2 separate regions of the Mus musculus genome follow, and region 1 is linked to region 2. Evidence: chromatin contacts called from public HiChIP or PLAC-seq data. All regions are on one chromosome and are shown on one strand. The core of a region is the stretch at or near the end of the contact, and the rest is flanking DNA. Distances in the headings are between cores, read along the strand shown. Region 1 holds the start of Prdm15 (PR domain containing 15). Region 2 has its middle 47 kb from the start of Bace2.

The links. HiChIP or PLAC-seq counts read pairs in DNA pulled down with a chosen protein or histone mark.
Region 1: a contact with region 2 is called in an H3K27ac HiChIP or PLAC-seq map of the HPC-7 cell line, with 7 times the contacts expected there. The contact joins the promoter of Prdm15 here to the enhancer-like site in region 2. A contact is called at or near these places in 2 of 39 promoter capture datasets (the 3T3-L1 cell line and hippocampal neurons), 5 of 115 datasets of contacts at active chromatin or transcription factors (the HPC-7 cell line, craniofacial prominence, embryonic forebrain and 2 more) and 1 of 9 other capture datasets (embryonic stem cells).

The regions. Positions count from the first base shown.
Region 1 is chr16:97,849,628-97,854,962 of GRCm38.p6, forward strand. It overlaps Prdm15 (PR domain containing 15), which reads right to left and starts at 1,600. Exons shown (of 24, transcript NM_144789.2): 1 at 1,424-1,600. The coding sequence starts at 1,492.
Region 2 is chr16:97,307,345-97,312,683 of GRCm38.p6, forward strand. No RefSeq gene overlaps it. Among named protein-coding and RNA genes, the nearest start is that of Bace2, 47 kb to the right of the region's middle. Within about 2 kb of position 2,752, at least 59 of the 459 cell types and tissues checked have an H3K27ac peak or open chromatin away from gene starts, as enhancers often do. A contact at or near this core is called in the HPC-7 cell line, where this site is marked.

The DNA.
Region 1 (5,335 bases), core at 350-2,849, 540 kb after region 2:
TCAACTCTAAGGACACAGTTCCTGTGCCAGTCCTGTTCAAAGCTCTCCACCCTGATTCACTGGCCTTTCCCAGCCTGGGATCCCAACTATGTTCCCACCCAGCCCTCTGTGCACTAGCCCACTCTGCTTTCCACTAGATTTCCACTAGAGGCTAGATTTCCTCACAGCACCTGTCTCCTACTAAACTACCCTTCCTAGATAGATGGCTCAGGTCAGTGCAGAGTGTGCCAACAACCCCTGCACACCCAGCAACCTTCTTCCTTCATGTCCTTGTCACTCTTGTGTAACCACCGTTACTTATAGTCTACACTGCCTCTTGCACCTCTTCTTTTGTCCCTTGGGTGTATGAAAGGTGTCCACAAACGTTTACCACAGAAATGGCCTGGTAGAACAATCTGGGAAAGTTATCCTGAACAGGTGTCAGACATATGTTACAAATGAGAATCTGAGTCTGGCCAGCCTTTATGCCACTGTTGGTGACCAGTTTTATGCTCTATTATACCTGAAAAATGCAGCAATGTCTTCCCTACCTTCTGCACAGATAACCTTTCAGGAAAAAAATGACAGGACACCCCATGGCAACAGTGGTCCTTCTCAAAGGTAATCTCTCTAAGACAGCCTTGTAATTGTAGCTGGCTTTGTATGGTCCAGGCTTCCATGAACATAGACTTCTGGCTCAGTCTCCAGAGTACTGGGATTATAAGCATTTGCCATCAACCTAGCTGTGGTTGGTGTTTTAATCTACCCATTTGTCTTCTGGAAAAACAAACTACCTTGTCTGTTCCCCAAAGAGAACTAGTATATTCTTTGCTGACATTTGTGGAAAAGCATGAATCAAAGACGGAAAAACAAACCTCATCAGGAGAAAACTTAGTGCTTTTTCCCTTTAATAATCCGATCTAAAGGTTTTATTTCAGAGTAAAGCAGTAATTTCAGGGCAAGTCTGAGGAGGAAGCTGCAGTAGGTAAGACATGGAAAGCCGGTAGGTTTGAAGCAAAATATGGTTGGGGTGGGGTGTATAGGCGATCAAGTCTCAGCAACTACTCTGCACTTTCCAGGGAGTACTGTCTCTGCCACCCCTGAGGTTTCCCAAAGTCGGAGAATTCAGGTTTTACTTTTAAAATTGCCTTCAGGACCTCAAGCGGTGGCCTGCACAAGCACCTCCATGGGAGGATTCTGACGGGCTCTAGCATATGTTTTTTTAAAAGAAGCGTTGGCAGCTTTAAATTCAGGCACAGGTCCACGTGTCTCCAGCTCACATTCTAGCTTCTACCATTTTAAACCACCTCGGAGGAGGGGTACGCTTATGAGCATGTGTGAAGAGGCCCTCCACCATTCCATGAAGTGTTGGGGGGGGGGGGAATAAGCGCGCCCTCGCCCACCACTGCCTCTCTCGTCCTACCTCTGCCCTCTCAAAACTCACCTCAGGAGCACGCAGGCTCCACCTGGCCCCCACCTGTCCACCCTTTTCCCAGATAGTAGGTGGGCACATGTCTCCAGCCTGTCTTGCCACTGTGGTCCCTGGGCCACCAAAAGGTAGAGACGAGTGAGGCGCCAGGGCCTGGGAGCCACGGCACAGCCTCGGACTTTCTTAAACGCCAAAGGGGCTGGAGACGAAGGCCCCTCCCTGGGCTGTGCCCGAAAACCGGGTAAGGCGGCCGGGTAGCCGGGAAGGGACTGTAGAGACTTGAGCCCGCAGCCACGCAGGGCCTGGCGGTGGCCGCTGGGCCTGGGCGCACTAGGGGCGCAGCGCCTGAGCCCGCGCCGGGGCGGGGGGCGCCGAGCCCGCGAGTGGGCGGTCGGGCGCCGGTTGGCGTGGGCCGAGCGCGCGGAGGGCAGTTGGCAGGGGCCGGGCGCTCGGAACCCAGGCTGGGCACTTAGGGCAGAGGCCAAGCCCGCGGCAGCGGAACCCGGCGGGCGCAGGGCGATCCCGGAGCGGCTCCGGATTCCAGCCGGGTTTTGACTCCGATCGCCCACGGCGCCCGCGGCCCCGACTGTAACAAAGAACAGGCGGCGCGGCGGCCGGACCGGGGCGGGCGTGGGGGGCGCGGCTGGAGGCCGAGCCCGGGCCAGGCGCGGGCCGCGGGCCGCAGCAAGGGGCGCGCGGTGGGGCAGCGGCGAGCATGGGCCCGGGGCTTTACCTGCCTGTGGAATGTGCAGAGCGGGGTCGGATCCGGACTCCGGGTTGCGATCCGCTCCGGAAACTGCGCAGCACCGGAAGCCGGGGGGGCGGTGGCGCGGCATCGTGGGAGTTGTAGTGCGCAGCGCAGGCCGACGGGCGGGCCCAGGGCTCCGGGTGTTTGCACCTGGAGCTGGGAACTTCGGGCTGTGTTAACAGGGAGTCAGGGATAAAGAACTGCGTGTTGTGGGAACTGGCTGGGGCTTTGTAGCCAGAGAGCCCAGGAAACGGCTGCGTGATTGAGGAACCCATGGGCAGAGATGCGTGGTTGCAGATATGGAGGATGGTTGCCTTCCTGAATGGGGAGCGGGTAACTGTCAATGTGGATGGGGAACAGGAGAGAGACTATATGGAGGCCTGGTGAAGCGGGCTGTGAGGATTCAGGGTAAGGGACTGAGTGAACAAAAAAGCTGGGGAGAGAGGCTGTGTGATCCATGAGAGGTGGCCAGATGGTATGTGAACCGAGGAGTTAAGGTTAGAGCTGTGTGTGTGTGAATGAGGCAGGCAGTGTAGTGAACTGAGCAGACAAGGACATCTTTGCCCTTCAAGACACCTTTAAGCCCGGGCGGTGGTGGCACACGCCTTTAACACCAGCACTTGGGAGGCAGAGGCAGGTGGATTTCTGAGTTCGAGGCCAGTCTGGTCTACAAAGTGAGTTCCAGGACAGCCAGTGCTATACAGAGAAACCCTGTCCTCGGGGGAGGGGGGGGGGACGACACACCTTTAAAACAGGTACACACCCCATCATCCCCTATACCACTTTCATTGGTATTGCTCATTCTTTAAAACAGGTACACACACATCATCCCCTATACCACTTTCATTGGTATTGCTCATTCTAAGTGCTCAGAAGGCCACTTCTTTCATCTTCTACATATGAAACAGGACTAAGTATAAATAAAATCAGGCTGTTTACAAGAAAAACCAGTGTAAATCTGAGACCAAGGAAGACATGTAGGCTGAATGGATTATCATCTACTAAGCTTCGCGCTTTGCCTTGGAACAGGATATGAAAGCAGACTTACTTGAAAGACTTTCCCTTGAAAAGGGAGCTCTCAATGTCAGGGCTCCCTGCTCCTACAGGACCCCCATAGGAACTGGTGACCTCAAGGTTGTTTTCACCATATTTAGCTGCTTAGGCACTCAGCCCATGGTAGTGGTGACCCAAGAAACCAGCTACTTTTTTTGGTTTGGTTTTGGTTTTGTTTGGTTTTTCAAGACAGGGTTTCTCTGTGTAGCTCTGGCTGTCCTGGAACTCACTCTGTAGACCGGAAATCTGCCTGCCTCTGCCACCTCTGGAATTAAAGGTGTGCGCCACCACCACCCGGCCTGAGCTGGCGAGAGACTTTGGTGGAATCCACATGATACTGGTTTTGCATATATGCAAAATACAAAAGTTATGGGGTTATTCAGATTTCAGAGGAAGATCTTGGAGGCCAAACAATATGTTACAAGGTCAAAATAATTGTGGGGAGCCACGGAAAGGACGATTGATGTTTGAAGCTGGCAGAGCAAAAACTGAAAAATTAGGGAAAGAGATGGGAAGTTAGAGATACCAGGAGTGTGGGATACCTGTTAAATACCTGCATTCCAGCAAAGCTAAGCCCAGATCTTGTAAGTCTTATTTGCTGGCTACTTCATGAGAAAGCAGGGCCTGTCTGCTCAGTCTAATAGTATAGGGGTGGTACAGAGAATGGGTGTGTGCATTCTAGAATGACCAGTGGTGGTTGATAAGGACCAACCCTGGCAGGGAAGTCGGGTTGTTCAGAATTCCTCAGGAGGTTCCAGCAGAGATCAGCCTGGTAAATTGTTATCAGTTTAGCCCTCTAGTCCCCCTCTTGGGATGGCAGCACAAAGCAGAACTTGGTGGTCTACAAAGGAGGCAACAGTCTCCCCAGCTCCTCCAACCCTAACACTCTCCAATTCCAGACACAGGCATTGCCTTGCCCTGTGTAATGTGTGGGGCTGAGGAACTGGGAGTGAGAGTACTGCCATTTCTCCAGTAGTGAGGTCTCCTCTCCTGTTGGGGTCTGAATGAAAAAGGCCTCCCACAGGCTCAAGTATTTGAACACTTGATCCCCAGTTGATACTGCTGTTTGGGGGGATGTTATTGAACCTTTAAGACTGTGGTTCTCAACCTTCCCAACACTGCAATTCGGTTCCTCATGGTTTATCCCCCAATCATAAACTCACTTTTGTTGCTACTTCATAATTGTAATTTTTGCTACTATCATGTAGCAAATTCTCTGTGTAAATTTGCTAACATAATGTAAACATCTGTTTCCCAATGGTTTTAGGTGACACCTGTGAAAGGGTCTCTTAACCCTGAAAGGGATCGCAGGCCAAGAACCACCACTCTTAGGGGTACAGCCTTCCTAAAGGAAGGGGTTATAGTCTTGCCTCACTTCCCGTTTAGATTTGTACATGAATGACAGTGTAACCAGCCAGCTCCCCACCCTTGCCCACTGCTTTCTCTGATGACTGCCGTGCCTTCCCTGCCATAATGGACTCTAATCCTTCTGGAACTATGAGCCAAAAATAAACCCTTTCTTCCGTAAATTTCCTCTTGTCAGGGTATTTTACCACAGCAACGTATAGATGCCACAGTAGATGACACCTTTGACGCAGAGAATGGATGGGCTCAACTCGGGTGACTCATCCTGATGGGCAGATGACAGTGGCTGGCCACCCCATATGCAATCAATCCCATAGGCAAGCAGGCTGAATAGGGCTGAAGAGTGAGCAAGTCTGAGATGATCTCCCTGGTGGTTCCTCAATGCAGCATCTCTCCAAATGCAATGTGTTTGTGTATATAGCAGGGTTACATGAAGGAGACCACAGAAACTGAAGACCACCAAGGGGATGAGATGCTTGCAGCAGGCAGCAAAGCTGCCCCAATCCTACCTCAAAAACCACTGCCATGTCCCGTGAAAGCATAAATGCTGTCACACACGTGGCTCCCATAGCTAAGCTGTTACCTTTTCCCTCTGCTGGGGTACAGCACTGATAGCAAGGACCCAAACGGATGAATGTTCATTCCCCTGCCTCCCCAAATACGACTCCCACAGACCATATCAGGCACTGCCTTGGGGACCTGGGCCAGGACAGACTCTAGCTTGCAGCACCCACAATCCACCATCCTCCAGAAGCTCCCTG
Region 2 (5,339 bases), core at 1,502-4,001:
CATCAAGTTGAGACATCAGTGATGTAAGAGCCAATAGTAATTTGTAGAAGCAGAGGGGCCAAAGGCCCTGTGATGGCTGACATCAGAGTTACTATCTAGATGGAGTCTGAAAAGAGTCAGGGTATCAGCCATTTATTTCAGTTCAGGTCTCTCTCCTTTTTGTAATACTTCTCTGAATATAGCAGATTATAAACCCAAATGATTTGTTTAGAAACAATACTTTTTTTTTAAAGCCACATAATATCTCTTGGTTCTGCAAAAAGCAGGCCAAGTGCTTTACAATCCTCACTATTTCACTTAATAAATCTACCTTTTGATAAATGCAGGCCTCTTTCATTCCTGGCATGCTAACTGGCATTATGGATAGCCATTTTGTCCCCTATGCCAGGGAGTTTCCAGATGACTTAGCCTTTCGGCCTGTTAGGGAACAAAGGATGACGTGTTTTCTTCTGTAACTGCTTCCAGATGGAACTAAGATACTCTTGTCGGAGCCCAGGAAGGCTGAAAGGCTGGTCAAAGTCTGAGCAATGGGGAACTCATCAGCAGCATCCAGTTAGCTGGCCCAGCTGGAGAGATAGGAAGCATTGGCCAGACTGGTTCGCATCAGCTTTCAGCAAAGTCCAGAGCTCTGTAGTTTGCAGTCCATAGGTGATCACCTGGGTGGAGTCTGTCAGCCACATGGAAATCTGCTGGGACAAATATAGAGTAGGTAAAGACGTTAAAATTTAGGGATTTACATTTGGAACTTCCAAGTCCATGGTCCTAGTAATTGGGGAAGGAGAAGAATCTAAGACCGGAGCAGAGATCCCACTTTCAGAAATAGACAGGAATGAAACAGAAACATAGGCTGCTTCTGGAGTCATTTGATCTGTGACAGGCAGATCCAAGTCATATGACTTCTTTGATTCCTGAAGCTTACATGAATTTATAGTTTACGAAAAGAAATAAAACTTCTAAATATATTAGCATTAATCTGTATTGAAATCCACATTATAAAATAGCTAGAATAGACTTATGCCTTTGAGTCCTAGCAAAAACTGTAGCTTTAAGTTAAAATGCATGAACATTTTTTTCTTCTGTTCAGAGAGCCAGATATATAGATTGGGCAGAGATGTTTTAGCCCAGTGAAAAGTACCTTTAAGTCAATACTTAGAAGACAACCAAAGGAAATTTAAAATCTTGAGCTTGTGACTGAATAGGAAGTAGTCAGTGTTCTACCAGTTTATCAGAACTCTATTGGTCAATGTTAAAACTCTGAATTTTTGAAATCTTAGTGTAACAATAGCATAGAAGGGTAAAAGAAATCTGAAACATTTTCCATTTTCACATGCCTTGAACCATGTTTTATGCCTTTTAGAATTTGTATCTATACATCTTAAATCATTTTCTGAGACCCTCAGAACTTTTTTAAGCTTTTACATCTGCAGACCCTCTATACCTTAGAACATCTTTTTAGACACTCAGAACTTGCATGGATTTTAAACCTTATTTTTTTTTAAATCTAACCATTTTTCAGAGTCACAAGTAGTTATTACTGAGAACAATTATTGCAAAGCATGTTCCCTTCGTGCAAAGTTACACCTGAAACCTTGCCTTATCTTGTTAGCAACGCAAGCCTGCCTGCCTTTTCTTGACAAGAGACCTAGTAGCTTTAGACAACTAACAAGGTGGTTGCAGCCTTGAGGGAAGGAATTGGTTGCCTGCTGCTGCCAAGCTGACAGGGCTACAGTTAGCCTAGTCATCAATGCCATCAGAGATCTGAGAAAGGTAAATTAGCAGGAAGTACAGTTCAAATGACGACTGTGATGGTTTGCATATGCTTGGCCCAGGGAGTGGTACTATTAGAAGGTGTGACCCTGTTGGAGTAGGTATGGTCTTTTTGGAGGAAGTGTGTCACTGTGAGTATGGGCTTTAAGACCTTCATCCTTGCTGCCTGGAAGCCAGGATCTGCTAGCTGCCTTCAGATGAAGATGTAGAACTCTCATTTCCTCCTGCACCATGCCTGCCTAGACACTGCCCTGCTCCCACCTTGACGATAATGGACTGAACCTCTGGACCTGTAAACCAGCCTTAATTAAATTTTGTCCTCTATAAGACTTTCCTTGGTTATGGTGTCTGTTCACAGCAGTAACACCCTAACTAAATCAATGGCCACATGGGAAAACACAGTGACTGCATGGTTTTGTTTTTAAAATGCTACTACAACACATGTCTTATGGTTTCTCCCTGGGAATTCCAGAGAGTGGTCCTGACCAAAATCCATCCTGGTCAGTATTTAGTTAAAACTTGCTTCCAGTTTGGCTCAAAATTGTAGAACTGTTTTGTTTGGTTTTCTCTCTTGAGACTCCCAGGATTAACACTAGGAGCTCTGTAGGCATGACCTTACAGTGGTCCTGGAGGAGGAAGTAAACACCTACCTGAATTCATCACACACACACACACACACACACACACACACACACACACACACACCCCAAAATGGTCACAAGGCTTTTCGCTAATTAAGGCAAAGTCTAGCACAAGCTACCCTTCACCCCATTCATGCTTCCTTTTGCAGCCAAAACCACAAGCTATGATGCCCTCCATATGAAAGAGGTGACTTATTGGCCCTGTATCCCCCAGGGAAGATTTTCTAGGAGCCTGGGGCCTCCATGCAATTGCCACATTCCCACACTTGAAAGGATAGCAAAGGCAGGGAGGTAAGTTCAAGGCACTCTGGTTTACATGAACAGGAAGGATGTGGGGGAGGGGGCAGGGGGTGACCTTTCCCTCTACACTCTTTCTCTAGTCAGAGAAGCTCTGAGGTAAGTACTGAGTGCCCCCTACCACATGCACACACACTCACACATACACACAGAGAGACACATAAACACACACATATACACGTACACTTACACACACACAGATGAGGGTCCTGAGAGCGGGTCATCTAAGAAGCCTGCCTGGTCAGAGAGAATTGGGCCTAACATTCAAAAGACCCCAGCAATTGGATATCTTTAACCTTCCTTGTGAATCTATCTCAGTGGGTCTTTAAATTCTACTCTCAGCCTTACTCCCCAGAGCTGAGCTAGACATGCCATAGAGCCTGGAGTCCTTTGGGGCCAAAGTGACCTGTGAACAGGACCTGATTGTTATCCTTTTATGGCTACAACAATACAGTGATCAAAAACGACTTGGGGAAGAAAGGGTTTATTGCATCTTACAGCCTTTATTCTATCAAAGGAAGCCAGGGCAGGAAGTCAAACAGGAACCTGGAGGGAGGAGGTGAAAATGAGGTCAGGGATGAGGGGCACTTACTGGCTTGTTCTTCATGACTCACCCTCTCTGCCTGCTTTCTTATCTAGTCCAGAACCATCTGCCCAGGGTGACACTGCCCAGAGTCAGCCAGGGCCTCCCACACCAATCATTAATGGAGAATATGTCCCATACCCTTGCCTACAGACAAAACTTATGGAGGCATTTTTGAGGTTTCCCTTTCTAAATAACCGTAGTTGTTTATGTAAAATTGAAAAGAAATAAACAAAACAAGATAACAAAAAAACAAACAGCTAACCTTCAGGCTGGGAAATAAACATGTGAGATGCCCCCCTCCCCTGTTGTTCTTCTTCCTAAGGTGTTGGGAGCCACTGACCCTGTTTGAATGTTAACTGCGTTGTCAGCCATAAGTGCTTACTTATAAAGTTTTGGCCTTAGTGGAAAAGTATTAGCTTAGTTGAGATTTTTGTGGGGAAAGTTGAGGCCTCCGTGGGAAAATACTACCCTCAGTTAAGAACAAATAGCTATAGATCTTATGCACAGGTACCTAGCAACCCATTCTGTTCTGTTCCTCCTGCTGAACTTTTTACCTAGCCAATATCCTGCTTTTGGGAACAGGTGAGTTCTCCCAGAAACAAAGAGCGATTCTGCGTCATCTCCCTCCCCATACCCTGCTTCTGTGGGCATAAAACCTGCCTGGGAAAAATAAAAATTTGACAGCTTGATCAATCAGACTTGCTGTCCGTCCTTGTGTTCCTCACCCCTCATTCTCTCCGCAGGCGGTTCCTCAGACCCTGTCCAACTGTCCCGCAGGCAGAGGCACTAAGGAAGCTCACATACAAATTGTAACCTCAGCACATGACCTTCCCAGGTTGATTTTATTCCAAGAACATTAAATTATATGTCCTGACAACTTTTAGGCTGAAGTTAGTGTCACATTGACACTGTATAAACTACCTCCAGCATCCACCTTAGAATTTTCCATTTTCTCCAGCAGACACTCTGTCTCTACCAGACATTGACTGCTTGCCTCAGGGGACACCATCTTTGTGAGGTCTCAAAGAAACAGGGACAGAGGCTGAGCTGCACCTATTTAACATATCAAAGTGGAGGCTGGTGACTAGTCTCTCCTGGCACCACCAGTCCTTGTTGCAGAGTCCTGGCTCCTCTAGGCACTTCTCACCTTGCCTTGAGCCTGTCTCCTCCAGCTCCTGAGCTTCATTCCTCCCTGCAGTGTCTCTGATTCCTATACAACTTCAGCCATTTTGGCTATGCAGCCTTTTGGTCTCTCTCATGCTCTCAGTCCTGAGATCCCTCCTGCCCACCTCCCCTCCCCTCCCCTCCCCTCCCCTTCCCTCCCCTCTCCTCTCCTCTTTCTCATTTCCTCTCTTGCTCTCCCATCCCCTTCTCCCATGGCCTGGTTCAGTCTACTGGCCCTGTTCAGCCAGGACCTTTCCAGATGCCTCTGGCTATGTTCTCTCTCATGTCTACAGTAAATCTTCTCCCCAACCACACTGTGGAGCAGCCAAGGCCTCGCTTTTCATTCAGTCACCACTACCATTCTACCTTCTGTCTGTTAACCCTCTAACCTATGGTCTATGTGTAAGTGGTAACATGCACTGTTTTTCATGCATGCAATGTTGGAGTATGTACTGGGACGGTCTTTTTATAGCTGAATAATTGTCTGCTGCATGAATCAGATTTGGTTTTTGTGCCATCAACATGTAAGTGCTCTGTGAATCTCTCTCTCTCTCTCTCTCTACACACACACACACACACACACACACACACACACACACACACGGGGGGGGGGGTGTAGGAAAGCAACTGCTGTTTGCTTTCAACTAACCTAGCCACCAGTGGACTAGAAGTCACCCATTCTTCCTCACAGATCCCCTCTTCCAGCTTCTAGCAGTTGATGTCACAGTTAACACCACGAGATTCCCTTTTATAAGCACTCCTTCCTTAAGTGGCACCTTGTACCACCTCCCACTGGTTAATACTGAGCAGGACATTGGCTTCAGCCTTCTCTGTAGCAGCTGCTTGAGAAGTGAACACTTATTAAAAGAGATTCCATGGGAGTG